Regions from separate parts of the Mus musculus genome. Here regions 1, 2, 3, 4, 5 and 6 are each linked to region 7. A link is a contact called in public HiChIP or PLAC-seq, capture Hi-C and promoter capture Hi-C data. All regions are on one chromosome and are shown on one strand. The core of a region is the stretch at or near the end of the contact, and the rest is flanking DNA. Distances in the headings are between cores, read along the strand shown. Region 1 holds the start of Spsb3 (splA/ryanodine receptor domain and SOCS box containing 3). Region 2 holds the start of Mapk8ip3 (mitogen-activated protein kinase 8 interacting protein 3). Region 3 holds the start of Pkd1 (polycystin 1, transient receptor poteintial channel interacting). Region 4 holds the start of Nudt3 (nudix (nucleotide diphosphate linked moiety X)-type motif 3). Region 5 holds the start of Cramp1l (cramped chromatin regulator homolog 1). Region 6 holds the start of Rab26os (RAB26, member RAS oncogene family, opposite strand). Region 7 holds the start of Mrpl28 (mitochondrial ribosomal protein L28).

What was found. Promoter capture Hi-C pulls out the DNA fragments that hold promoters and counts their contacts. HiChIP or PLAC-seq counts read pairs in DNA pulled down with a chosen protein or histone mark. Capture Hi-C pulls out chosen DNA fragments and counts their contacts.
Region 1: a contact with region 7 is called in a capture Hi-C map of macrophages, with 4 times the contacts expected there. The contact joins the promoter of Spsb3 here to the promoter of Mrpl28 in region 7. A contact is called at or near these places in 1 of 39 promoter capture datasets (pre-B cells), 2 of 115 datasets of contacts at active chromatin or transcription factors (astrocytes and microglia) and 2 of 9 other capture datasets (adipose tissue and macrophages).
Region 2: a promoter capture Hi-C map of liver shows a contact between it and region 7, with 2.8 times the contacts expected there. The contact joins the promoter of Mapk8ip3 here to the promoter of Mrpl28 in region 7. A contact is called at or near these places in 1 of 39 promoter capture datasets (liver) and 1 of 484 Hi-C or Micro-C datasets (B cells).
Region 3: a contact with region 7 is called in a promoter capture Hi-C map of pre-B cells, with 2.3 times the contacts expected there. The contact joins the promoter of Pkd1 here to the promoter of Mrpl28 in region 7. A contact is called at or near these places in 1 of 39 promoter capture datasets (pre-B cells) and 1 of 115 datasets of contacts at active chromatin or transcription factors (pancreatic cancer cells).
Region 4: a contact with region 7 is called in an HNF4G HiChIP or PLAC-seq map of pancreatic cancer cells. The contact joins the promoter of Nudt3 here to the promoter of Mrpl28 in region 7. A contact is called at or near these places in 2 of 39 promoter capture datasets (the C10 cell line and liver) and 1 of 115 datasets of contacts at active chromatin or transcription factors (pancreatic cancer cells).
Region 5: an H3K27ac HiChIP or PLAC-seq map of thymic regulatory T cells shows a contact between it and region 7, with 4 times the contacts expected there. The contact joins the promoter of Cramp1l here to the promoter of Mrpl28 in region 7. A contact is called at or near these places in 2 of 39 promoter capture datasets (the C10 cell line and liver), 1 of 484 Hi-C or Micro-C datasets (regulatory T cells) and 1 of 115 datasets of contacts at active chromatin or transcription factors (thymic regulatory T cells).
Region 6: a contact with region 7 is called in an HNF4G HiChIP or PLAC-seq map of pancreatic cancer cells. The contact joins the promoter of Rab26os here to the promoter of Mrpl28 in region 7. A contact is called at or near these places in 1 of 39 promoter capture datasets (embryonic stem cells) and 1 of 115 datasets of contacts at active chromatin or transcription factors (pancreatic cancer cells).

The regions. Positions count from the first base shown.
Region 1 is chr17:24,884,984-24,887,944 of GRCm38.p6, forward strand. It overlaps Spsb3 (splA/ryanodine receptor domain and SOCS box containing 3), which reads left to right and starts at 1,691. Exons shown (of 7, transcript NM_001163751.1): 1 at 1,691-1,777; 2 at 2,797-2,934. The coding sequence starts at 1,697. Nubp2 (nucleotide binding protein 2) reads right to left here and starts at 1,367. Exons shown (of 7, transcript NM_011956.3): 1 at 1,296-1,367; 2 at 736-854; 3 at 436-634. The coding sequence starts at 1,323.
Region 2 is chr17:24,935,408-24,938,537 of GRCm38.p6, forward strand. It overlaps Mapk8ip3 (mitogen-activated protein kinase 8 interacting protein 3), which reads right to left and starts at 1,570. Exons shown (of 33, transcript NM_001163449.1): 1 at 1,130-1,570. The coding sequence starts at 1,447.
Region 3 is chr17:24,548,659-24,551,547 of GRCm38.p6, forward strand. Pkd1 (polycystin 1, transient receptor poteintial channel interacting) reads left to right here and starts at 1,292. Exons shown (of 46, transcript NM_013630.2): 1 at 1,292-1,819. The coding sequence starts at 1,605. LOC115488769 (a long non-coding RNA gene) reads left to right here and starts at 1,826. Exons shown (of 2, transcript XR_003952238.1): 1 at 1,826-2,889.
Region 4 is chr17:27,622,201-27,625,003 of GRCm38.p6, forward strand. It overlaps Nudt3 (nudix (nucleotide diphosphate linked moiety X)-type motif 3), which reads right to left and starts at 1,252. Exons shown (of 5, transcript NM_019837.2): 1 at 887-1,252. The coding sequence starts at 985.
Region 5 is chr17:25,013,486-25,016,514 of GRCm38.p6, forward strand. It overlaps Cramp1l (cramped chromatin regulator homolog 1), which reads right to left and starts at 1,745. Exons shown (of 21, transcript NM_020608.3): 1 at 1,642-1,745; 2 at 203-540. The coding sequence starts at 539. It overlaps Ift140 (intraflagellar transport 140), which reads left to right and starts at 2,601. Exons shown (of 30, transcript NM_134126.3): 1 at 2,601-3,029.
Region 6 is chr17:24,526,794-24,529,896 of GRCm38.p6, forward strand. Rab26os (RAB26, member RAS oncogene family, opposite strand) reads left to right here and starts at 1,458. Exons shown (of 2, transcript NR_045289.1): 1 at 1,458-1,643; 2 at 1,843-1,951. Traf7 (TNF receptor-associated factor 7) reads right to left here and starts at 1,145. Exons shown (of 21, transcript NM_001172113.1): 1 at 973-1,145. Rab26 (RAB26, member RAS oncogene family) reads right to left here. Exons shown (of 9, transcript NM_177375.1): 8 at 2,948-3,024; 9 at 2,261-2,850. The coding sequence ends at 2,748. It overlaps LOC115488833 (a small nucleolar RNA gene), which reads left to right and starts at 1,683; the gene lies at 1,683-1,760.
Region 7 is chr17:26,122,170-26,125,283 of GRCm38.p6, forward strand. It overlaps Mrpl28 (mitochondrial ribosomal protein L28), which reads left to right and starts at 1,334. Exons shown (of 5, transcript NM_024227.3): 1 at 1,334-1,680; 2 at 2,387-2,539; 3 at 3,088-3,114. The coding sequence starts at 1,393. It overlaps Pgap6 (post-glycosylphosphatidylinositol attachment to proteins 6), which reads left to right. Exons shown (of 13, transcript NM_021793.2): 13 at 1-1,085. The coding sequence ends at 65.

The DNA.
Region 1 (2,961 bases), core at 441-2,940, 1.2 Mb before region 7:
CATGGCAGCTAGGATGGTTCAATGTTACCCGCTTAAAGCTCAGCACTGGGATCCACTGCACACTGTGCGGCCTTAGACCCTTGGCTTGAGTGAGGGCCCGTAGGGAGGGTTCTCAGAAGGGAGATCCCTTCCTATCTAAGGAGTGCCTGATGGCTTCACAACAAATGCAGAGCACAGCTTCTCCCTTGATCTTGGTCTCATGTCATATTCTCCATCCAGAGGCTGGGAGAAACCCAGAGGTATATATACCCTGAAGGGTGGACATCTATGCGCAGTAGAAGCGTTCCAATGGGAAAGAGACTCCAATACAGGCCAGGGCCAGCTTCTGGCTTTATCCAATGGCAGTAGGCACGAGATGGGGGAAAGCGGCCTCAGTAAAGAGGCACTGAGGAGTTGGAGGAAGGGAGGAAGCACTGCTTCTCACTAAGTTCTTACCATGTTTCTTGGGACCTCTCCACACCACGGCCTCATCAGGGTTTTCCAGCAGGAACCCCACAGACATAAGGGAGATGCTCTGCTCCTGATCCACAAAGACAGGCACCCAGCCATTGTCACACTGGTGCACGGCCTTGCCTTGTGCACGGAGCATGTGTGGTATGCTGGGACCGCACAGGTCCACATCTAGGATTCCCACCTGCAAGGAGGAGGATGCTGAGGGGTGGAAAGAAGTCTGCCAAGCCTGTTGGGAGCTAGGGACAACAATGAAACAGGTGTCAACCCTGGTCCAGGCCTCACCTTCTTGCCCTGGTGGCGCAGAGCCAGGGCCAACTCCGTGGAGATGGTGCTTTTCCCAACGCCACCCTTTCCAGAAAGAACAAGGATGATGTGTCGCACCCCGGCCAGGTTCCCGGGTTCTGGTGAGAAACAGGAGTTGGGGTGTCTGAGAGAGCGACAAAGACAAAGGCACGCGGGTAGGTCTTCTAGAAGCCCCAGACCTGTCTCAGCCTCACTTCTGTCTGAAGTGGAGCAACTGAAGGCACGTGCACACGTGAACGCTCACTTCAAACTGCCAGCTAATTTTAACAGACACAGAGGAAACTAACAGAGTAGATGATCACAGCTAAGCGACACCCGCGCACAAACGCAGACTCCACACTAGAGACTTCCAGTTCTAGGGAAGCAGGGCCCCCAATTCTCGGAAAGGCGTGAGGCTGAGGTCTTAGAGCAGATATAACCGCCGATGTGTGCATCGCGACACTCGGCTAGCTCAGTAAACAAGGGGACATGGGATGCTTTGGCGTGGGCCTGCACGCGGTTCGCCTTCAGACTTTCCCAACCCCTCGCGTTTGACCGACCTGCACGCTCACCGGCAGCAGCCTCCATTCCGCTACTAGTTGCTTTTCGCGGCTCTCTTCCGCTTCCTCTCCAAACTTTCGCAGCCTTTGAACCAATGGTGACAAGAGCCCGCCCCTTACTCATTTTGAGAGGTTAGTCATTCACCGTCCAGCCAATCAGATCACCCAAGGAGGTCCCGATCCTGGCAACTGATGATGACGCCACGGGCACGGACACACTTCCTTATATTTGTCCAATGGTCATGCGAAAGTTTTTTTTTTTTTTGACCGCTCTAGCGAGGGCCAATAGAAACTTTGGTTCAGGATTGACAGTTTGTGCAAGCCTCTTGACAGCAGTCCTGTCTCGCGAGACCCGCCCCCGCGCGAAGCTGCCATAGAGCCCGCCTTCGGCTGCCGGGCCAATGCAGGGCGGGGGCGGGGATTGTTTGCGTCGCGGCCGGAACGGAAAGTGGGTCAGCGCCGGGGGAGCTTTTTGGCCGCAGGTGAGCCGCGCCGGCCCAGCCCGGTCAGGCCCGGCGGCCGGCGGGTTGACCTTGCAGGCGGTCAAGCCGGCCACCCGTTGTTCCCTGGCGGTGGCGCTCGGGAGTCTGGGCGGGGGCCTCGGAGTCAGGCGTCAGGGACGGCATCGCTGTGGCGAGATCCGCGAGCCTTTGGCGAGGGAAGCAACCTTCAGCCCCGCGGAGGCCGAGCGTGGCTACGTCCAGGGACATCTCTGGTTCATTCATTGGGTTCCTACTGTGTGTTCTTATACGGCGCTCAGCCAACCCAACTGCTGTGGAGTGCTGTGCGCGGCCCCGCCCGGCTTCTTTGTGGATGGCCGGGGCGAGGTAGGGTAGTACAGTGGGTCTACAGGGGGACAGGAGGCAGCTAGGACAGAGTCGACTATTAGACAAAGACAGTCCACTCGGGAGAGGAGATCCGGACCTCTCAAAGCCTTTCATTTTGTCCCAAGAACGATGTCAAGCCAGTGAGTTTAAGGTTGTATCAAAGACTGAGTTTGTAGTGTGCAGAGCCGGATGGGTGAGAGGGAGTTGTGTGGTGCAGGAAGCGGTGGGGGTCTCCAATGGCAAGGAGGGGTGTCAGGAGTGGATGACAGCGGTGTTTCTGGCATGAGGAACTGGATGCTGTGGATGCCATTTGCCAAAGTGGACCGCGGAGGAGGAGCAAGTTAAGTGTCAAATGCCTGAGGGGCAACAGCTCCTGAACAGAATGCAGAGATGGGCTGGGACACATCCAAAGTCATGGGTGTCTGGGTTGTGTTTCACACCATCGCCCTGGGCTTGATTGAGGTGCTCAGATACTCGAGCCAGGTACGAGCTTGTGGGAGTTTCTGGAGCTCAGAGCTCAGTGTTGAGGGCTTGGAGTCCCCAGCCTTTGGTGGATCCATGGCTTAGGCTGCCAGGTAGAAGTGGCAGGGGGCAGAGTTGTGGGGTGTAGATTTGGGCCTTGTTTGGACATTGATACATTACATGTCTTTAAAGTTACAGTTATTTTTTTCCAGGTTCTCTCCACTATGGCCCGGCGTACACGGAGTAGCAGGGCATGGCATTTCGTCCTGAGCGCAGCCCGCCGAGATACAGATGCCCGGGCTGTGGCTCTGGCAGGCAGCTCTAACTGGGGCTATGACTCTGATGGGCAGGTAGGTCGAAGTGGCAAGGTGGGGATA
Region 2 (3,130 bases), core at 320-2,819, 1.2 Mb before region 7:
GCACAACCTAAGCCCCACGTACACTCACTGCTCCGTCCAGCTTGTTATTAAGCTGGAAGGCAGAGGCATCCTCCCCGGGGGACAGTGTCAACACTCAAGCAGAAACCATTTTACAAGGATGTAACTTTGCCTTACCACAGTACACCTTCATTTTCTTCTTTTTCTCCACATTAGTGATCTTGACTATGTAAGTATGGAGGCAAGGGGAAGAAATAATACCCAAGTCCTTTGCCAATGTATCAAAAGTCCCCAGAGAGTCAGGGCTATGGAGAGTGGTATCAGGCACAAGACAACTCCAGGGCAGGTCTAGAAGGACCAAACACTGCAGACTTCTAGGGTACTGCCCCACTAGGCAGCAATATGAACCCAGAAGGTAAGGCTTAAGCTGTTGCCAAGGTCTACCCTGTTACTTGGCCTGTCCTTTTGTCTGTGGTCAGTGTGTGACCTTGATCTAGCCCAGACAGTTTCTGGAGCCAGTTCCCTGTTTCTGAGGTCACCCAAGCCCTCCTCACATCCTTTGAGGCTTTTGAATCCCCCCATATGTAGAGAACTTGATTAAGCCAGTTATGTGGTGCCCATGCATTCACAGCAAAATCTTGACAATCAAAAGGCAAACCATGGAAAGTATGAATGATTCAAGATAAGCAAAGCTTTTATCCTAGCTGTGATGCAGGGCCACTAACTTAATAAGAAGCCAAAATATCAAGATCGACTCTTAATTTCAATAGTAGTCTCTAAGACTGTGTCAAGTCAACTTCACTTAAATGGAATTTAACCTCATATAAGAAGGCACTTCCCATCATAAACCGAAGAGCATTTATTTCTAGAATTGTAGAATTCTGGGCTTTGTGATTCTAGGGCAACTTGCTCCAAAGACGGGAAGGAATAAAACCCAGAGCCAGCAGGCGGCAGCCAAGGTCAGAGGACAGCAGGAATGGGGGCCCATGTCTCCCGGACTCTGCACAGGCTGTGCTCTAGGTCCCAATTGGATGGAGAAAGTGGCACTCCCAGCAGCATCGGCATCAGCATCAGCATCAGCAGCATACTGCCGGCTGAGCCGAGCTGGCTGCTCCACGCTACCCACACCGTCCCTCACCGTCCCTCTCCGCGGCGGCCGGGGCCCACGCACCTCCTCGGCCTGTTTGCGCAGCGCCTTCTCGCGCTCGTATTGCGTGAGCAGCTGCTCGTTGTCCTCGCGTAGGAGCTCCAGCTCCACCTCGTGCTCCTGGTTCTCGCTCAGCACCGAGTCAAGGTTCTCCAGCACGTTCACCACCAGCGGCATGAGCTCCTTGACCACCTCCTCGTCATAGCAGTGAATGAGGCGCTCGAACTCGCGGTAGATGGAGCCCGCCAGGCCCGACACACGCTCCGACATGACCGAGCCCGAGCAGTAGTCGTCTTGGTACACCACCACTCCTCCTCCCTCGTCCATCTGGATCTCCATCATCGCGGCTACCGCCGCCGCCGCCAGCGCGGCTCGTTCCGGGGCCCGAATCCACGGGCCGCTGTCACCTCAGGCAGCCGCTACCTTAGGACGTGCCGCCGCCCAGGCCGCGCCCGTCACTCCCTTGCCGGAAGTCCCGCCTGGCTGCGGGGGTGGAGCCCCATCCAGTTCCGCCCCGAGCGCCTTGACGCTAAAGGAACGTTTCCGGCTGCGTTGCTGGTGGCTCTTGAGGACGTAGCTCAGTCTGATTGGAGTGACCTGGATGCTTCTCTATCTCTGTCCTGTTTGTCTTCAGACCTTTGTCATACATACTCTGGCCACCCTCAACGTTCACGCGACATGTGTCGCTTGCCCTGTTTCTGGTTGTTTCCCGCTCTGCTGGTTGCTTAGTTCCATGCAGTGCTTCATTTTGCACAGGACACCAGGTTCTAAAATCCTTATGTGTGGCGGTACTTTTGAGACAGAAATATAAAGCGAGTCGATCTATATGTGTTCATTTGCTGGGGACACCATGAACCTGACTTTGAACTACTTGCTTTTTTTTCCTCTTTCTTTTTTTTTTTTTTTAAATTTATTTAATGTATTCACCGTTGCTCTCTTCAGACACACCAGAAGAGGGCATCAGAACCCATTGTAGATGGTTGTGACCCAACATGTGGTTGCTGGGAATTGAACCTAGGTCTTCTGGAACAACCAGTGCTCTTAACCACTGAGCCATCTTTCCTGCCCTTGAACTACTTTCTTGCTTACGTGGTTTTCCCGGTCCCCAAAGCCTTCCAAGGCAGCTCAGATTCACATCCTCTTAAAAAAAAAAGTTACTTGTTATTTTATGTGTATGTGTTTGGTTGTATGTAGACTTGTGCATCACACACATTCCTGGTGTCTGTGAAGGCCAGAAGAGGGCATCTGAATTGGAGTTAAGAAGGTCAGTTGTGAGCAGCCATATGGATGGCCAGAACTGAACAGAGGTCCTCCCCTCTAAGAGCAAGTACTCTCAACTGCAAGCCACCAGATCTTACTCTTAACCAACACAGTCCTTCTTGTAGCTGAAGTCCAGAGCACTTAAAACATTCCTCACAATTTCATATGCAAAGTCTTACTGTGTAGCACTGGCTGACCTGGAACTTGGTATGCCTGGCTTCTGCCATTCAGTATACACCATTACCTGGGGCTATACTTCCCTCATCTTTCCAAACACATAGATAAATACCTACTCTAAGAGATTGTTTTGTAACATGCCTCAGACCTTAGCACAACTCACTCCATGATGGAAGTCCAATTCAGGCTGTAAAACTCGGCATGTAGATAGCACCACCTGCCAAAAGAATGAAAACAGACCCAATCCCTCAGTGTGGATAGTTCTGAGAAAGTCTCTAAATTCCTAACTTTGCTTTTTGGCTTCTGTAGTTCTGCCTCTGACTAACTGTTCTTGTTAACTGAAGCATGCCAACCCAGAACATGGCTTTGCCCTTAAAAGCTCATCCTGAGAAAGGCTCAAGGCCTTTCTTGTTTGAGATCCTAAACACCCAGTGTACTCACCAGCCAGCTAATAAAGACTTTCCTATTGGCTTAAAACTATGTCAGAGCATTCTTCCACGGTGAACACCCCACAACATTTTCAGGTTGCCTGAATTTTGATACTGATTTAATTTTTCAAGCCTGCAAAACTGAGCCTACGTATTATAT
Region 3 (2,889 bases), core at 42-2,541, 1.6 Mb before region 7:
CGTCCCACCCCTTTCCTCCAGTCTCAAGGCACTCATCAACTTCCTGTCTTTGTGGACTTTTCTCTCCCTTTTTAATTTAATTTTTCTTTCCCTTTTTGAATATTTCCTGTGTAGTTCTTGGTATTTGGACGTCTAAACATTTTTTTCAAGGATTACTCCCCGGTGCTATGGTTGGAGTCTTTTCTCTCAATTTAATTTTGTCTTTAGCTCCTGCGCACAAGGATCTACAGTACCTGGAGACTGAAGCCTGAGATGGAGCTGCTTGGCGGGTGGGCGGGTGGTACAGCGTCTCCCCAGCACCTCCGCAGGGTGGTCTGCGCGGAGTGGTGGAGGGCACGGCGCTAAACTGCACCCACTCCAGGTGAGCTCAATCTCATGCATCACTTCTGAGCCTCTGCAGCATGCTCTGGCAGAGGTCCATGATATGACGCAGCAAGTATTTATTGACTCAGGTCGGCGGTACTCTCCAGGGTCAGAGAAGACTTGCGAAGTGGAAGCTCGCACAGCTGGCACCCAGAAACTGTAGGTCGCAGGGTTTTTTGTTTTGTTTTGTTTTTTTAATTTATTATCAGTGTAGAGCGCATGCTATGGCCAGGGTGTTGCGGCCAGAGGACAACTTTGTATAAGTTGGATTTGTGTACGTGGATTTCGGGAGAGGACTCAGCTGATTAGGCTTCCTTTATCCGCTAACCGACCCCCCACCTCCACAGGGTTTCTCGGTATATCCCTAGCTGTCCTGGAACTCACTCTGTAGACCAAGCTGGGCTCTGAACTCAGAGATCCACCTGCCTCTGCCACCCGAGTATTGGGATTAAAGTCTTTGCCACCACCACCCAGTGCTGAGCCCTCTCTTCTGCACCTACTAGTGTTTTTAATATTGTGACTGTTGATTGCAGAAGGCTAGGAGCGAAGAAACCTACTGACTCCAAGAAGGCCTCAACAGCCAGAGGACTTCAAGGGGGAACTCGGGAAAGCAGGGTGAATAGCCATAAGCTCTCCAGCCGTTGTGGGTAGGGGACAGCCTAAGCGGGCAGCTGCTCAAACCGCAGCCTGACTCGGGGCTCGAAACGCCGCAGCAGAGGGGGCGGAGCTTCCTCCACCTTCAAGCCTGGTCTGCAGCAGACCCAGCGGTGCAGAAGGCGGGGCCTCCGGAGGACTCCCCTCCCGTGAGACCCCGCCCACCAAGGCTCACGCTCACTGGGCGGAGCCTCTGAGGGCGCCCTTCCTTCAGGCCCCGCCTACTGCAGGATCTGCAATGAAGAGGGCGGAGCCTGTGAAGGCCTTCTCTTCATCCAGTCCCACCTACAGCCAACTTGGAAGCGCAGGGGCGGAGTCTGAGGGCGCCCCGCCCCACGCCGGAGGTGGGGGAGGAGGAGGAGCTGGCGCTGGGTCTGCAGTGCAGCGCGAATGCGCGAGCAGGCGGCCAAGGCCCTGAGGTGCGGCCTGCCCCAGAGCGCTGAGCAGCTGTCGCACCGCAGACGGGCCACGGCCGCCGCGGCATTCAGCCCCGTGCCGCACCATGAGGTCCGCGGGCCCCTCCTGAACTGCGGCTGCCGGCGCAAGGGGCCTCGGGGAACCGGGGCCATGCGCGGGCTGCGCTGACGATGCCGCTCGGCGCGCCTGCTCTCCTGGCGCTGGCCCTAGGCCTGGGCCTGTGGCTCGGAGCGCTGGCCGGAGACCCTGGGCGCGGCTGCGGGCCTTGCCCGCTCCCCTGCTTTTGCGGCCCTGCGCCCGACGCCGCCTGCCGCGTCAATTGCTCCGGCCGCTGGCTGCAGACGCTAGGGCCGAGTCTGCGCATCCCGGCTGACGCCACCGCGCTGTGAGTAGCTGCGCCGAGGCAGTGCAGGCGGGCAGGCGGTTGCCATGGCGGCGGGCGGCCTGGCTAGAGCATCATGACTGGGTCCGGCGGGAGCAGGGCTGAGGTAGATAGAGCCCTTCTGGAGCTTTGCCGGGCTGTCGGCCGCAGAGCGTGGGCGCGGTCCTGAGCTCGGGCCGCAAGACGCAGCGGGGCCTGGCCGCTCCTAGGGCGAGGCTCCAGCAGGGATGTCGGCCCGACTAAATAAGGAAAACCTTGGACCTCAGCCGGCGTGACCCAGAAGAGTAGCCAAAAATCCCAGTTCCTACGAAGACTGACGTTTTACGTTGCGGGGCTCCTCAAACAGGAGCTACAACAGTGCGTGGGGCGTGGTAGGAGGTTGCGGAATAAACGTTAATTAGAGACTAATTGAGGTGTATCCTGGGGTTGGAGATTTCTGTTGGGGCTCAGAGCTGGCCTCTAGGGGAAGAGTCTCGACAAGAATTTTATGGATGTGTAAGAATTGACTATGTTTAAGGGACAAAAGGTTGGTCCAGCGGCCTGGCCTGAGGTTGGCCACACATAGTGACTGCTGGAGAAGTGTTAGGGAGTAGAGGGTGTGATGGATGTGGGCCTCTAGTGGTACTTAGGGAGGGGAAATTGCCAGGAGGGGTTAAAACATTTGCCATTTCGGCAGTTTTGCCTTCTGAAAGTAACAGGCAAATCTCACTGAGAGATCAACATCTTGAACCAGGCTTAACTAGTCTCTTTTTATAGATTATCACACTTAATTCTTAGTCCAGTTCTCTGGCGTAGAGCCAGACCTCTGTTTTACAGGTGAGGAAAGAAGCTTGGAGATGCGATGTATTTTCAAGGTATCACAGCCTAGACATCATAGCTTAGGTTTGGACCTTTGCAGTGTTGGCAACCAGGGTTGGATCAAAAATGTTAAGAGGAGATTGCAGACTGCAGTAATTTGTCTCAGGATTAACTGATTCCAACCGGTTTTTTTTTTGTTTTGTTTTGTTTTGTTTTTGTTTTTTTCCCCCAAGACAGGGTTTCTCTGTATAGCCCTGGCTGTCCTGGAGCTCACT
Region 4 (2,803 bases), core at 2-2,501, 1.5 Mb after region 7:
TAGTCCATCCTCCCTTTCATCAGAGCCTTTCATAACTAACGGGTCAAGTTCCTGTCGCCCATTTCAACACGATGCACCGTACTGCAGGCTTGCCACCCCAGCCCACCGCCGAGGGCCGGGATAAAACATACTCAGTTTCACTGCCCTTCATTGTTTTCAAGCGAACTGCCATCTTACCACCATGCACACACACGACAGCAATGTGTCCCCACAGGCATTTTATGAATTTCCAAAGCAGCTATTCTTTGTGGATTTACAAACCACGCGCCTTTCATGAATCTCGCTTCATCACCACAGAAACGGCTTTGTGAAGCCGAAAAAAAAATTTTTTTTTAAGTTCCTTAAGGAAAAAGGAACAAGACTCTAAAACGTTCTATTATCCTAGCTTACCCTACGACTCATCCTATTGGGCACAGCAGAGAAACGTCGGGACAGAGATCTTCATAAATACAGCTTTTGATGGTCGTGAAGTGTTCCGGTCAATATGAATAACAACCTCGACGACAACCGTGTCCAGTGCCCTTTCTTTTCAGGCTCCAACCATACGGACTCAGCAGCTCAACGTTAGAATCGAACGGCTGGCCCCGGCTTGTCGCTGCCAGTGCTCGCCCGCAGCCACCTCCCCTCGGCCAGCAGCAACCCTGCGGGGAGGGAGGGAGGGAGGGAGCGGCCCTCCGCTCCGCCACAAAGGCCGGCCTGCGCCCCATGCACGTGTGCCGAGCGCCGAGCTGCCTAGCCACTGCCCCGGGCGAACGGCGGCCAACCCCCGACGGCCCGCCGCGGGATGGCATCCCGCTGCCCCGGGCCCTCTCCACTCCGCTCCCCACCCCCCCTTCTCCCCAGGAAACCCCGTCGGGCGCCGCCGACCCCCGGCAGGGCGCCTCACCTCCTCCTCGCTCTCGCTGCGGAAGCACAGGCACGCGGCCCGCTTCTTGTAGCCGTCGCCGTCGTAGGTGCGGGTCTGGTTCGACTTGAGCTTCATCATCCTCCGGGCCCGGGTGGGGGGTGCCGTGCGGGGCCTCGGAGTCCAGGGAAGGGGAGCCTGCTGCAGGCGGGCGGCCGCGCGCGCGCGCGCCCCAGGCTCGATCGAGAGGGCGGGGAGGAGGGTCTGTGTGTCCGCTACACGGCTCCGCGGCGGGACAGCCTCATTGCCCCCGGCCCAGGCCCTGCGCCGCCGTCACGGCCGCCGTCGCCACCGCCACCGCCCCCTCTACCGCCGCCGCCCCCGACGACGACCGCGCCGCCATTTTGGACGCGCTGCGTCAGCTGCGTAAGGCACGCGGGCTCGCCGGACGGCCGCGCGTGCGCAGCGCGGACGGCGTTCCGGAATCGCGCCCGGCGCGGGAGAGCGTCTGCACTGAAGGCCGCGGAAGCTGGCGCGGCTGCTACGCAGACAGCGTAGGGCTGGGGATGGCGGAAGCCGGGTGAGGCGCGGCGCGTGGGCACCACCCGCGACCCCACGGTCCCGGGCGCCGCTGGGCAGAGAGCAGGGGCCCGCCCAAGGTCACCGGCTGAGCGGCCCAGCCCGATCCAAGGTCGCGCCGCTCAGATGACAGGGAGAGTGACAGCGCCGCTCTGCTGTCCCTCGCCGCAGACTGTCAACCTTAGCTGCTGGGGATCAGGAGTGGGGCGGGGCGGGGCTGCTCTTTGCGGTCAGTTGGTAGCTGTCTGGACATATGTGCGTCCTGCAGCCATTTGTGCAAAAAAGGCAAAAGCTGCCACTTGCCTGGCGACATGCTTGAGGGACTGGGTTCGAACCTCAGCACTGCAAAAAAGAAAATAAAAAAGGAAGGAAAGAAAAGAGAGAACGCCATCCTCTTAAACAGGAGCAGAAAGGGAGAGACTGTAAGAGTGTGCACAGCACACGTACGTAAATCATGAAATATGGTTTCTGGCCGTGACTATAACACTGGGATGACCCTCTTAGAGGACGTGAAAGTGGGCTACAGCGTTCCTGCAACAAAACGGGCACCATTACCGTGTGCTAAACGTTTAGAAAATTCTGTCAAGATATTCAAGATTTATAAATAAATCCCAAAGCGCACAGCGTACGTTTGTGGGGACAGGTGTGTGCGCCATGATTGCTTCTGTGAGGTCAGAGGGCAACTTAAACGAATCCATTTTCTCCCACCACAGAGGACCAGGAGACTGAATTTAAGTGGTCAGGCCTGGCTGCAAATGACCTTTCTGGGATATCTGACGGGTCCCCGTTACCTGTTTTAATCATCTTGTATGTAGTATACTTCATTAATAATCTAGAGGGGCCCAAGAGATGTGTCAGTTTAAAAGGGCACTGGCCATGGAGCCTGACCACCTGAGCTAGATCCCTGGCACACATAGCGAAAGGAGAGAACCAACTCCCACAAGCTTCACCGCTACATGTGCTCTATGACATATGTGTCCACACATATTCTAACTTCTTTAAAAACTAAATGAAGGGGCTGGAGGGATGGCTCAGTGATTAAGAACACTGGCTGTTCTTCCAGAGGACCCTGATTCAATTCCCAGTATATGGTAGTTCACATGGTACCATACAGAGTAGCTCACAACTGTCTGTTGGCTCCTTCACACAGATATATATACAGCCAAAACACCAATAAAGTAAAAATGTAAAAAGTCTGGCTGAAAAGGTGCCTCAGGGATAGGAGCGCCTGAAAATGTCCAAGTGTCCAGGAAGCAGAAAGCACTGGGCGTTATCAGTAATAGCTAAATACAATTTAAAACTGAAATTTGCCTAGTTTGTATGAAACTCTAGATTCCAAATTAACTAGGCAATGGCAGTAATCCAAGCACTGTGGAGACA
Region 5 (3,029 bases), core at 495-2,994, 1.1 Mb before region 7:
GTAATTTAAAATGGCCATCCATAAAAAACCGTCAGGGACCCTTTGGGAATCTATGTCTCTTGCCCAGAGAAAGGACAATATCACTGCCCTGTATGCTAATATTAAGAGGAAAGCAACAGCCTCCAAGGAATGGAAGGGGGCACGTGCCCCTGCAAGTGCCACCCGAGGAGGTCTTGTCAGACGCCACAGGATAGGTCCCTACCTTTTCCTCGCGGCCCGGAACCGCTGGCACCACCACTGCCCAAAGCACAGGGTGCGTCCTTCCTGGGCCTCTTGCTCTGGGGTCGCACGCTGGACCTTAGGAAATGGTGCTGGTCCTGGGGGCTGCCCTGCGGTGGAGACGGGGTCGGCAGCCCTCTGGGTGGCGCGGGGGCTCCGGAGGCCCGAGGGGTCTGCCCGTCCCTCTTTGTGCTGCTGCTGTCCGCCGCGTCCGCGCCGCCGGGCCCCTCTCCGTCCAGCGACTCCTCATCGGCCGTCCGCTTGCCCAGCTTCTTGAGCCCTTCCTCCCCGCTGCCGGCGTCGCCCAACTTCACTGTCATCCTGCGGCGAGAGAGACGAGGAGCGGTGAGGCGGGCGGCAGGCAGAAGTTTACCGCCGGCCTCCCAACATGGCGGCCGTTGTTTGTTCCAGCGCCGCCCGCCGCCCGCCGCCCGCCCGAGGGCCCACAGAGTGCTGAGCCCGACCGGACCGGGACCCCGCCCCGCCCTTGGATGCCCCTAACCCAGGTAGACCAACACAGCCCGGAGCCACGGAAGGCACGGCAGCATGACCTGGCCTCTGCGCTTTGGGTCCCGCAGTACCGCCGTCCCGCCACCACCTAACCCAAGGAGCCGCAGCTCATGGCCCCCAGCTTGATCCCGCCTCGCTCCCCGCACTGCCCGTGCCTCCCCTCTGCTCCCGAGCCACGCGCGATCAAGCCGCGCACCTGCCTATTGCAACGGCCCGCGCTGCCCTCCGAGCCCCTAGTGCTCCATAGGCCAAAACTGCCGCTCCCTCCAAAGCTGGCATGCAAGAGAGAGACTCTGCACTCCGGAAACCTTCCCAGGAGGGAGATGGCCCGACTACACCTCTCATTCAACAAAGCCTGTTGCATAGAACAGGTTAGAGAACACCGGAAAAGTGACAGCAAACACTGTTATGTTCCAGTCGGATCTTAAGAATAGGAACTGAACTATGTAAACAATTCTGGAAACAACAAAATTCTTGCTTTAACTTCTACCACTGTCATAAGATATCGATAAGCAAAATAATAATTATCTGTAGCTAGGAGAAATTATACTCAGAATAAACTAAAGTTCAGGTACATTCCAACATCTTAAGACAGGCTGTGTACATGATGAAGCAGGACAGAGAAACACTCCGTTCTTTAGCAGACGCTAGGTCCAACATAACTGTTGAAAACATTCCACTTAAAAAGAAAAGCAGACAGAGCAAGGTACCAATGATAACAAAGAAACAGACTGAAGGTAAAGACAGAGATGTAAAACTCGAAGTAACACCATAAAATGGTGCTGCCAAAAACGGTGTGCAATTTTCCTGTTTGGCACTGATCTTTCAAATACTACCTTAAGAAAACCCTGGCACAGAACCACACAAGACACAACCCCACGCTAAATGATTTTATGGCACAAGACTTCGAACCTATTCACTTTTAACCCCCTCACCACGGTTCCCAAAACCCTGTCATTGTGCTAGGGAGCGAAACCCATTCCCAGAACCAGCACTGCCAACAGCACCAAGCAAAATGCATCAATCCAACAGGACCCACTCGCCGGCGCGCTGGGCCCTGTCCCCAGGCACATTCCGGTCGTTCCCCAGAGGCGGTGGACTCCATAGGAGTCCGTCACCGAAACCCGTCACTTCCTGACCGTGGGAGGCGCGGGCACTGTGGGCCTCGTCCCGGCTCCACACCCTTTGTCCCATTTCGGGTGGGAGAAGCTCGCACCTTCCTGAGGAGCTGACCGCTGGCTGCACGCGGCGCAGCCCACGAATACCGCGGCCCCTCCGCGGATCCCGAAGGCTCCCAAGTGCAGCCTACGGTCACCTTTTTCATCCACGCTTCCCGGCAGCCTGGCTCCCGGATCCCGGGCCTCCGCAGAACCGACCGGGCCCGGCAGCTCCGGCTGCGGCGAAGCCGCGACGCCGGGCTGGTGGTCAGGTGTCAGGCGCGGTCACCAAGCACTGTTCCCCTTCGCAAGACCTCTCCGTGGACTGGCGCGCGGCTAACAGGGCTGACGGCACCGGTGCAGCCGCCACTCGCCCTCCCACACCCGGGACGCCGCGCTCTAAACAGTTCCGGCTACGGCGGCCGCCGGGGACCTGAAGTCGGCGCCGGAGCGGGGAGGGGCGAACGTCCCGCAAAAAAGACGAGCACGTCCAGCTTTTCTGCGGGCGCGCCCAACCAGCTAGGCTGCCATTGGTCAGCAGGCGTTACGTGCGCGCGCCCGCACGATGTACAGGGGCGGGCCCGCAACGTGGGGCGTGTTGTGACGGCAACCTCGCGCCCTTGCGGATCATGCGTCTTTTCCGATTGGCCAACCGACAGCCAATAGGATCAGCGTGCTGGCTGTGATTGGCTGAGACTATGTTGACGGATGCGTGAGAAGAAATCACCGCCTCAGCGGGGCGTCTTGAAGCGCGCGGGAACTCGGGTGGGGACTTTGCACTTTGAAAACAGGTTTAAGACCATAAATGTATCGTAGCATAGTCCACTAACACTTTTCCTATTCGAAGCGATAAGGAAATGTGTTTTTAAAACTCTAATGCTTATGCATGTGGCGTTTGAAAAAAGTATCCCAGTTTGCAGGAGGTCCCCGCCTCTGGTTATCCCCTTGGCTCATTGGCGTGGACCGTGCTACTGCGCCTGCTCTTCAGCGACACTCGCCGTTGGCTAACACTGGCTAAAGTGCACACGGTCACCCAGGGAACCCTGTGCCTAGCTGCTGCAAGCCTCTGCTGAGTACCGCTTGCAGCGGTCTCTCGAGGCATCAACGCGCCACGCGCCGGGGCGGTGTCCGGTACTCAGAACG
Region 6 (3,103 bases), core at 208-2,707, 1.6 Mb before region 7:
CAAAGGAATGAGCCTGTGCGTGCAGGGAGCGGGGCAGGAGGGGAGATGAGACAGATATCTCTAGACCTCAGCCTCATCTGATCATGTTGGCCTGCCTCAAAAGAATCTAGGCTGGGACAACTGGCCTCTAGTGAGGGTTAGAAGACGCTGGTCTAGCTTCCTCACTATTTTACTTGACTCATAAATCATCACACATACCAGAGGCTCTCAGACTTTACCCTGCTCTGCCTCTTAACCTTACCTATCACTTACCTATACTTGCTGGCTTGCTCCTCTGACTCCCCCTGCCTGTAAGGCTCTTCCTGAAATGTCTCAAGACTGACTGCTTCTCCATCAGATCTTCAGCTAACTGTAGGTCTCCCTACCAAAGATTTAAGAACGCCCAATACTCAATACTTTATCTGTGTTCAGTTCCCCCCCCCCCGTAAAACTTATCACAGTTCCTCATGATTTTTAACTTTTTATTTTAACTAGAATAACAGTACTGCAGGTGAGTTGCCACAAGGAGACAGTTACCAAAGTCTTGAGACATTTTTGTCATAACAAAACAGGGCTGTGGGTGTTACTACTACCATTCAGTGAACAAACTCAGAATTGCTGCTGGACTGCGTACAATGCACAGGACCCTAGAGGCAGAATGGTCTGTCTCAAAACCGCGTACCAGATGAGCTTATCAGTTTGGAATCCGGTTCTCCGCCGACTTTCCAGAGCCTAGGATACTGCTTGGCACACAGGCAGCGCTCAAAAAAACATAGGAGTGCAAAGACAACGAAAGAGAGAGTGAAGGGAAGGAGTGACAGACGGATTTACTTGGAGTCAGGAGGACTTATAGAGGCTGAGACCCCAGCCGTCTCAGTCCCGCCCCCCAGGCTAGGCCCACGACCGCTCGCGACGCTCCCACAACCAGCCCGCGCTCCACCGCACTCCCCGGAAGAAGGAGCCCCAGGTCTTGTGCTCCGCGCACTCACTCACCCGCCCGCGGCTGCCTAGGAGCAGCGACTTCACCCACCGGCATCATCTTGCCCCTCTCGGCCCGCGGCCGGGAAAGGTTTCAGGATACAGGAGCCGGAAGTCCCGGGGCAGGTCGGAACTTGTAGTTCACGGACTTCAGGAACTCTAGGTGCTGCTTCACGCTTTGAGCTTCCTAAACTACGACTTCCGGCGACCTCTGTACTGAAGGACCGGATTGGTAGCTTCAGAATCACTCTATGTTGCACATTGGAATTTGATTGGCTAACTGAACTCGTCACTCATGGACTCAATGGCTCTACAACCGGGAGGATATTCGAGCTACTCAAAATACCGCCTCCAAAACAAAAGTCGCTGTACGATTGGTGGAAATTGCAGGACAGCTCGAGGAGCATATCAGCAGTGGAGGAAGGTGGGCACTTCCTCAGAGGTGGCCCAATCACATAAGGGGCAGTTCTATAAACTCTTGAGCCTCGCGAGCAGTCGCTCTTTTTGGGAGTGAGTGTGTTCGTGGTCCCTTTCATCTAGGTTTTGTAAGGAACGTTTTGGGAGTAGTGCTCGCCGAATGGAACTCAAAGGACCTCTGCTACAGATCTGCCTTCCTCCCGAGCTGAAGTGCTTTAGTCCTAAGGGTTTAACCCTTCCCCATTTTTCTTCTGACTCCATTTTTGCAGGTATGAACTGGTCGGGCCTGGCTTCCCTTTTCAGCCCCAAGCCCGTGATGAATTAATTTCTGACACCTCGTATGAAAACTGCATGCGTAGTCTGATTACATTATAAGACTGAGGCTTGGGCGCGACGTCACTAATTGGATGGGTTTTGAGTGAAAAGTTAACCAAAGTAAAGATTTATGTTTGATTTTTTTTTTTTCAGGGCATGTTGAGTCGGCTGCATCTAGAGATCCAACGAGTAGGAGTGTTGGCTGGTAAGCTGGGCATCCGTGTATCTGAGTTTCTTAGCAATAAAGTGAAATGCAATCTTACTGTGGTTTCAGACGTTGTGATTTCATGTGCTGATAGCACAGTGCCGTAGAGGCCCTGGTTTGGCGTCACACAGTCCGCAAAGGGGTTGACTAAGATATTCTGTTTGAATCATTCTAATCTAGGGTGACCTTATAAGCCAGCACTACTTAAGGAATAGGCTGTGGGGCACCCTAATCTTGATAGTAAACTATTCCTGTGGGAATTTTGGTGACGGTATCAGCGCATGTGTAAATTAAGTGTTTCCCCAGGTGAAGTACCTTTACCCCCCCACTAAGCCATTTTTGCCCCAGGAGGTGGTTTTCCACAGATGACACAAACTCCAGAAACACCTTTATTAATAGGGACTTAGAGGACAGGTTTTCACTCAACATTTGTGGCTTGGTGACTTTAGTACAAAGTGGAACGGACTGGGCCAGCCTGCTAAGTTGTGACTGGGTTCTATCATTCTGACCTTGCTGTGCGTCCCTATATCAGCCTCCTAGTGAGTCGGAAGCAGTCCAACAAATGGACAGTGACTGACATAGCCTTGAGTGGGGTCCTGTCTGAGCAGTGTGCTGCGTGTGGTCCCCCTCCTCACTTCTGGGAGTGCCCAGAAGAGGGCAGCAATGTGCTGTGGCCTGGTTTTTATGCTTCAAGACCATTTCTGGTGGCCACTGGGGCAAAGGGTAAGCATTAGCCTCTGGTGTCTTTGAGAAGACACTAGGGCATCCATCCTTTGAGGACAAGTCTATAGACTCGGGCAATTCTCAAAGGCAGAACTGCTTCCTCCAGCGTGGAACTGAGTTTCAGCAAGGTTCAGAGTCGACAGCAGGAGACCCCTCGGCCCTCCCTCTTAACATAGTCATGCAGCCTGAAGCGCGGCTCGCTGGGAGCCTTGGCTGATCTCTGTTTCAGCTCCCTGAAGAGCAACAGGGGAGGGGATGTAGATAACATAGAACAAGGTAGCCCACTTATCCTAGAATGTGAGGTAGTGTTTGTTCATTACCAGGACTTACTTTGCTATGGCTGTAAAAGCCAAGTCCACGTTGAGGCCAGTCCTTGCGCTGGTCTCCATGAAAGGTAGCCCATACTCCTGCAAATAGTTACTGCCAGCTAGGTGCTGGGCACCTGGGGGCAGCTCAGTGTCCCAATCTCAAGAACACCCTCATCGT
Region 7 (3,114 bases), core at 84-2,583:
AGAAGTTCCCTTGTCACTACCAGATCTGCAGGAATGATCGGGATGAGTTGTACACAGTGACCTGATAAGGCTGGTTCATGGACACCTGAAACTCTAATGACCTCTTCAGCTAGGACAAGCGAGAGAGGTGCTTGTCTAGCCCCAACCAGGTTTCCATCTGAATAAAATTGTCCTGAGACGCTTGGCTTCTTTCTCCAGAGAAGACCCCCTCCACCCCAAAAAATCTTTATGGCTGCTGCCAATTCCTCTGAAGGTCACAGCTGTTTCCACCTGGAGCCCACAGGTGCCACGTGTGGGCTGATCACGCTGTTATGGATGGGGATACAGATAAGGGATTCCTGTGGTCCCCTTCCTTTGGAAAGCCGTGATATGAGACCCACAAGCAAGGAAGTCTGAGTGCACAGAGGTCACTCACTGTCTCTGACATCCTGTACCCTTAATGCCATCCTGCCTTGGCATGGGGATACCCTCCTGCTGCAGTTGCTATGGTAGAGTCCAGGGTCATCAGAGAGCTGATTAAGACCTGGAGTGCTGTGTGCTGTCCCTCCCTCATTGTCTGTTGGAGCAGGAGGCCTTCGGGAGAGCCTGAGGTAGCAGGCTGCTCAGCTGTATGAGGTCTGGCTCCAGAAGGCACACAATGCTCGCTAGTGTTCCCTTCTCTCTTAAGGGGTCCAAGGCCCCAGTCTGGTGAGCATTCTCCTGTGCTGGCCCTAGACACTTGGATGAGGCTGACCCCTACTGGATCAACTGAGGATTAAGGAGTGGGTTCTGGATCCCCAGCCCAATCTTTCTGGTCTCCTGGGGTCACTGAGCTGGTAGTGCTGTGTGCCCAGGCCATTTGGTTCCCACTGTGAGGCTCATCTGCTCTGAGTACTGGGATTGCAGGTGTGGGCTTCTGGGCTCCTTCCCAAGCTACTAACATCCTTTATTTGGCACCAAAGCACACTTTAGCCCCTGAAAGGGGAAATGTGTATATTCTGTTGGGGGTGGGGGGCAGGTGGTAAAATGTTACTGTTCTAAGATATGAAGGCATATTTTTATGTAATTGGTGAATTTAATATTCTACAATAATTTTTCAAATCAAATGAGTGGTCTTTTTTTTTTTTTTCCTTGCGTCCCTGGAGGGAAAGGGAGGTTGAGCTCAGGGTAGCCTTTCCCAACAGGCTTGCCAAAGCTGCTGGGGAACTCCTGGGCTGCACTTGGCAGACGGTGCCTTGAACCCATTCGCAGTAGATAATTTTTCATGGTCCCTAAAGGAGGCGGAGGGAAAGGGATTAGTTTAGATGGACGGGCGTTGCTGCCAATTGGCAGCGAGCGAAGGCGCACGTTCGGTGACGCTATTCCGGTTCCGGGAGGCGCGGGCGCGCTCTCCTAGAAGTAGAGGGTCGCGCGATGCCGCTGCACAGGTATCCTGTGCACCTGTGGCAGAAGCTGCGGCTGCGGCAGGGCATCTGTGCGCGCTTGCCCGCCCACTTCTTGCGCTCACTGGAAGAAGAACGGACGCCGACCCCGGTACACTACAAACCTCACGGGACCAAGTTCAAGATCAACCCCAAGAATGGGCAGCGCGAGCGCGTTGAGGACGTACCCATTCCAGTTCACTACCCTCCAGAGTCCCAGCAGGGACTGTGGGGTGGAGAGGGCTTGATTTTAGGCTACAGATACGCCAACAACGACAAGGTGGGTGCGGACCATCTCGGCTGTTCTGCATGCTTTGCTGAGCAGGCGCTGCTCTGGGCGCCACAAACGGTCAACCAGACTAACACAAGCGTTTTGTTTACGGAGCAAGCTAACTCCGATAGCAAAGTCTAGTCCTGAAGTGGGGTGGTCCTGGATCAGATAGTATCAAAAGTAAGGACAGAGTGGGGACAGTGGTGGAGAAAAGGAAGGAGGAAGGATAGATTCGAAGCTTGTGCCGAAGAGGAGGGAGAAGTGAAATCTGCTTGTCACCTGCTAGTTTCTATGCGCATTTCCCTCATTTTTAGGACGGAATAACTTTGCTCCTAGTACATAAAAATCAAAAAGACCGAGATGACTGCCTGGAGTCTATCTCTTCTGGTGATACTCTGCTCCTAGGCAAGCCCTGTGGGAGGAGAGAGTATGTTTCAGGCCTTCCAGGGTGTCATTCACTTGCCTGTGGCTACTGGGTTTCAGCTGTGTGAGAATCTGGAACATATACCAGTAGCATTAGGGCTAGCCTGAGTGAAGCAGACATCTAGGTGGGTGGGTGTCCAGAGCCAGCTCAGGGGCCCTGACCTGCATCAGTGGTCCTGAGGAGCGTCTGAGGAAGGGAGAGGGCCTGGCTCACAGTAGCCCAGGTTCCAGAAGGGTGCTTTGGGGCCCACTTGGTCTATAGGAAAACGGGAGGTTTCTCTTGCACCCTTAGCTCTCCAAGAGGGTGAAGAAGGTGTGGAAGCCACAGCTGTTCACTCGGGAGCTTTACAGTGAAATCCTGGACAAGAAGTTCACCGTGACTGTGACCATGAGGACCCTGGATCTCATCGATGAGGCCTATGGATTTGACTTCTATATTCTCAAGGCAAGCAGGGGTTAGTGCACTCCAAGGTCTTGTCAGACTCGTGGGAAGTGCCGAGTGCACTGCATGGGCATGGGCAGGGAGTGTGGGGCACCCCAGGGTAGCCATTACAAGTAGGACTGAGTCCCTGTTGGTGCAGCCCCTGAAGCTTTCTGTCTTGCTGAGGCCACTCCCTGTGAGTCGCTGACTTGTCCAATGGTTGTAGCCATTTCTTTTTCTTTCTTTCTTTCTTTTTTTTTTTTTCGAGACAGGGTTTCTCTGTATAGCCCTGGCTGTCCTGGAACTCACTCTAGACCAGGCTGGCCTCGAACTCAGAAATCTGCCTGCCTCTGCCTCCCGAGTGCTGGGATTAAAGGTGTGCGCCACCATGCATGCCTTGGGCCTGACCCATATAGGCTTGGATGCTAGCGCTGATCCCAATGCCTGTTCTGCTGTGGTCTAGCTTAGGGCTGCCAGCAGCTGAAGAAGAACCCATAGGGTCAGCTGACAGGGTGGGGGGGTGGGGTGGTGAGCCTGCTGTAGCACCCGACCCTATGTGAACCTTCTGCCAGACCCCTAAGGAGGACCTGGGCTCCAAG